2 separate regions of the Zea mays genome follow, and region 1 is linked to region 2. A link is a contact called in public Hi-C data. All regions are on one chromosome and are shown on one strand. Each heading gives the region's core, a stretch centred on a gene start, on an enhancer-like site or on the middle of the called end of the contact. The rest is flanking DNA. Distances are from core to core; before and after follow the strand shown.

Region 1 (2,700 bases), core at 157-2,656, 160 kb before region 2:
GGCCCCTCGGCCTTGGTGCGCCCGGCCCCCAGGTCTTCATTGGTGAGGTTGCCGCTTATCATCTCTTATTATCCACTCATGATCACACACACACCTAATAACAACGGATCATCATCAGATAATAAGTCAGAACTGAACAAGACAGTCTAGTGTCTAGACTCTAGACTCGTGCAGGGGCCGGGGGGAAATAATTCGGCATGCATGAAATGAGATCGATGGCGCATTGGCCACAGTGCGTGCTGGTGAGCAGCATGTGGAATTGTGAATGGATGGATCTGGCATGGCCACTGTTGTCCACTGGTAAACGAGCACAGAGCAGCCTTATTCGGTAAAAGACATGAAGAATCACGGAAAGATATGGCACTGAAACATGAACTTGGTGTGGATACAGTGGACTGTAGCCCTCTTTATATGCTTTAATTTTGCTTACTACTCTACAAGCGGCAGTCAATGTAAATCTGAAGGTGTTTATTAAAGAAACAGACGAATTATATTAATATGATGTTGGTTAACAAAAGATTAGCTTTAGTGGCGTTTAATTTATGAGCTCTTTGCATTGGATATTTGGATTCAACACAGCAATGTGTCAGTACTCAGTATCAAATTACCATACAGTATATAAGTCCTATATATCCAAGATTAGCAAGAGATACTGGAGAAAATTAGAAACCAGAGGGAGCTAGAATTAACGGGGACGATATAGATAGATGAGGAACAAAATCAAAAGCCGCCATGAAAAATCAGATTGAGCTGCATCTCTGGGTTCCAGTGTATCTTTCCTTGTTCTGCAGGTAGAATGAAGCACATATACGACACTAAAAGAAAACGTGATTACGTTTCCCCAAAAGACAGAAGGCACTAACTACACTACTCCACTGCACACATAAAAACAAGGGAGTGTGTGGAGCGCGTATGCGCTAGTACGTGTTGAAATAAAATTGTGGAGTAAATGTTAAAAAAAAAGGAGCAAGAGCTGGAGAAGAAACTAAAATCCGGGCAGCTGCTGCATGTAGATGATGGTAGATCCATTAAGAACCACTTACAAGCATCATCAAATTGCCGGCCCAGCTCAGCTCAGAGATAGATCAAATAGCTTCGACCATGGCTCCTAGTCCTACTACGGCTGATGAATCAAAAAACGGGATGGCCCAGCTGGCGGGCCGGCCTGACGCCGCACGGGTCGGAGGAGTCCGTCCGGCCGGCGACTCAGCCCGGAGCGAGGGAGGAGCTCTCGATCGGTATCAGGAGATGGAGTAATGGTGATGTGGATCGACGACCGGCCGGCTCTGGACCTGCGGTGTAAGCCCCAGAAAGCTGTATTGGCTGGAGAATTAAGGGGGACAGAGAAGAAGGAAAGGGAGAGGTGGTTTTGGCCGGCCGGCTATCGACTAGCTAGCTGCTGCTGGTGTTTGTACTGATATCGTCGTGATGGGAGCAAGCACTAAGCTTGTGAGTTGTGATGGACTTGTGTGTGGTGCTAGCTTGCTTGCACCATCCAACAAAATGATCATCAGCTGGCGGCGTCGCTTTCGGGCCCCTGTCGTGCTCCTCGTGTGTGATAAGCAAGCTACCTGCGGCGTGTTGTTACCGTCGACCACATATAATGGTGACCGCGCCGCGCGGTGATGAGTGATGACTCCATCGATCTCTCTCGGCACGTACGGCCGGTGAGTAGTGCAGGAGTGGTTGACGGCCGTGTGAGCTACACACGTGCGTGTATGCCGCCACACCTTCACACACACGTGTGGTATGAAGCTAGCAAATTTATGTCTGACGATATCTGTCCCTCGATCGTAACGGATCGGAAATAAAGTTATTTCTGACGGCCGCCGTCGAAAATTGCTTATGTCCGACGATCGAAAATGGTCGTCGGCAATTACCTTCGATAACGGCTGTAACGGTCGTTGGTGGGGCCCACACAGCTTATGTCCGACGGCCCACTGATGGCCACCGGACGTAAGACTATTCAGCAAGTGCATAAAACCCCCTATTTTTTAAATTTCTGACATTTACATAAAAACACAGATTTCATATATAACCACGTATTCACAATTACATCCACAAACATCAATTCACACAAGCATTCACATTCTCAAACATCACATCACATTCACAAACACATAGTTCCAAATAGTTGCAACAAGTCTTTGACATCAACATATAGTTCCAAATCAAACACTGACATAGTTCGACATTCACATAGTCTTTGACATCAACGTTGACATAGTTCCAAATCAAACACATTTGAAGAACTGTCACACATATCCATCATCTGGTTGGTTGGAGTTATAGCCACTTCCTCCGTCTGTACTCTGGGTGTTGAAAATGTTGTTCACCCAAGAAGTCAAAGCATCGTTTTGACCAGACACGTCTCCAGGTGCGGCAACTAAAACGGGAGGTGTCTTAAAGCCCTATAACACACGCACATGAAATATTAACCAATAAGTTCTCCATTTTAACACATAAAGCATCTATGAACATGTCACACACACATATGTGTACATACCACATGGAATTATGACGGAGGTGGAGGCGACAACATTGGCGGCGGCAATGCAAAGTCCGGAGGCGGTATCCCATATGTTGGCATCGGGACGCCCGCTTGTTGTGCCAGTTGCTACAAAAAATTGTTGAGAAAATAAGGTACACATCATGTGTTTTTAGTTGTTACGAACAAAATATTACTTCAACTTACCGAGA
Region 2 (2,700 bases), core at 163-2,662:
AGCGAGGTATCGTGCACCGAGAATTCTGGGGATATCCATTTGCTTTGGCTGCAAAAAGAAAAAGCTCTTTGGGGGTGATGAACCGCGGCTGGCCGGCTGCCATTGGTCCAACAGGTTCAGTGTACTTTGGCTAACGCGGTGGCCGTCCCCGAAAGAAACCCCACCGGCGCTCTGGCTCGGAGTCGGGGAAGACATTGCTTAAGCTCGACTACAGCAATGGCCACCGATGCAGCTAAGCTACCACTACTACAGCAAGAAACTTGCTGCATGGTACACGAGGAGCACTGCAGCTTTGAGTACCGGGGATCGAGACTTCATTCAAGGCCTTTTGACTTAAACTACTGTCATCGATGTACAGGATCTAACATTGAAGAGCCCTAATACGATTTAAAGTATATGCCAGATGACCTGACAGTACCCGTGTATACCCCAAATATACTATTGCATCATGCTTTATATACCCGACTTCCCCCAGATTCCAATCCAGCCATCAGCAACAAGTAAAATATCCTCAAAGTCCCAGATCTTGAGAAGGAAACACGAACGCTAGCTGTGGCTTCAACCGCTACATCGTCAGCCGGTTTACCTGGGGCCGGAGGCGAACTTGCAGGTGCCGGAGCTGGGGTCGGTGCCGGTGAGCGTGGCGACGCCGTTGAAGTCGCAGGTGGCGCCCGTGGCGCTGCGGCTCTGGTAGTAGCTGTTGCAGATGTAGGAGCAGACGGCCACCTTGTTGCCGTTGCCGTAGCAGGGCGCGCCCTTGGAGGCGGAGGCGCAGTCGGCCCCCTTGGCGCAGGCGTAGTCGATCGCCGCCTGCATCGCCTGGTCGGGCACGCCCGTCTTGCACACGCAGAACGCCGCGTCTGCTGCACACGGAATGACGGAACGGAAGGAGAGAGGAGCGGTTGGTCAGTGTGTGTTCGAGTGAGTCTGCTCGCTAGCTCGTGCCAGTACGTGATCGAGAAAGCACTGGCGTTTCTTGGTTTGTATTTATTTGTGCTTCGTTCAGCAGGATAGCTATGTATGCACAATAACCAGGGAGGGAGGGGGGGGGGGGAAGAGATTTCCTCCGCACTTAAAAAAATCTACAGTGGCAGCAGGACTGGCCATAGCTCATGAGCAGAGAAGTTTCGAAGCTGACAAGGGGGATACAAAGAAAGGCAGGCAGGCAGAAGAGAGCTAGACAGAAACCTCATCTTCTCACACAAACGTTAAGCGCCGCAGGGAGCAGCATGCAGATCCGGAGAGCTCGCTCACCTGAGCCTGTGAACATAGCCAGCAGCAGGAGGAGGAGGAACAGGGGAGCCGCCATGGCTGCTCGAGCTCTCTGGACTGGACCGCAAACGCTGGGACTGGGAGGGAGAGACCGAGAGAGTGTGCGCGCGATGGGGACAGCTGGGTGTGGTGTGGCCGTGTGGGGACTGGTGAGAGGTGTGCAGTGTCGTCAAGCTCCCCGAGCCGTCCTCCCCACTTTTTATGGACGAAAGCACCGACCACAGGCTGAAGCGCCGCTTCACTTGTCACCGACCACACACGCACCGTCGCGTGGCCGACTGCGGCCGTGCAGTGACTTTGCCCCTTTGGGCTTTGGGGGGAGGAGCCCGCCGTGTCCGGACGCCAACGGCTCTCTGGCGTCACTGACTGTAGGGTAAAGCCAGGGGGCGGTGAGTCATCGTCGTCTGTCCGTGTGTCAGCCAAAGCAAGGGGGTGGGTGGGGGGAGCTTCAAGCTTGCACGGTGCACGCTGAACGCCGCTCTGGCTCTGGCTCTGGGGCTGCGCTGTCCGTCCGGCTCTGGAATGGCATGGGAGCCGACACGGACCTCCATCGAAAAAGTGGCGACGGACTGGGGGCAAAACCGACATTGCCGTCTCGCAACGTTCGGATGCAGATTGTACTCGAGGTTTTGGGAGCAAGTGAGTTTTGGGAGTGAAACTTTTTTCTTTTCTTCTAGGAACATTTTTTTGTCGTTATACTGTCACGCCAAAGATATACTGCAGTAGTAGGTGGTTGTAGCATATTATTATCTGTTCTTTGGTGCTGTCACCGATTGTCGGGTACCATAATTAAGGGTCGTATCCCCAGTACTTCTAAACATGGTTGGAAAATATCTTTTAAAAGACTGGTAAGGACGGTTCAGAGTTAAAAGCCTTAACTACCGAGGGACGCGGTCCCGTTTCACCCGAGCCCAGCCTCGGGCAAGAACAGTAGTCTCGTACAGATTCACAGCTCGCCCGAAGGTCCCCTCAGGCAGTAGAGGCGCCCCCGGCACGACCGAGGCAAAACTCGGGTAAACTTTGTCGCACAGTGGCCTCGGCCAAATCGCCTTACCACCGACCGTATCACGTGCGCATTTAATGCAGGGATTACCTGACACCTTATCATGACACGCACGCCTCAGTGGGCAAGATCGAAATGACCGCAGTCACTTCACCCTTTTACTGATCGTTCTGACAAGATAACAACATTATTCACCCTGTTCCGACTACTGTGCCAACCACCGGGGTAAGACTAACAACAGTAAGTTACCGCCTCTCCCGAGTTCAGCCTCGGGCGCAACAGGGAGTTTCGCCTCGCCCGGCCCCAACCTCGGCCTCGGAAGGAATCATCGCCACGCCCGACCCAGGCCTCGGCCTCGGGAGGAGGTCCTCGCCTCGCCCGACCTAGGCCTCGGCCTCGGGAGGAGGTCTTCGCCTCGCCCGACC

Evidence for each region. A called contact is a pair of places that touch in the nucleus more often than the background predicts.
Region 1: a Hi-C map of endosperm shows a contact between it and region 2, with 6 times the contacts expected there. The contact joins the promoter of LOC100194214 here to the promoter of LOC100284436 in region 2. A contact is called at or near these places in 5 of 25 Hi-C or Micro-C datasets (ear, endosperm and leaf).

Annotation. Positions count from the first base shown.
Region 1 is chr8:126,034,388-126,037,087 of Zm-B73-REFERENCE-NAM-5.0, reverse strand. LOC100194214 reads right to left here and starts at 1,406. Exons shown (of 2, transcript NM_001352805.1): 1 at 1,044-1,406; 2 at 1-94. The coding sequence starts at 62.
Region 2 is chr8:125,872,947-125,875,646 of Zm-B73-REFERENCE-NAM-5.0, reverse strand. It overlaps LOC100284436, which reads right to left and starts at 1,412. Exons shown (of 3, transcript NM_001371993.1): 1 at 1,255-1,412; 2 at 587-860. The coding sequence starts at 1,309.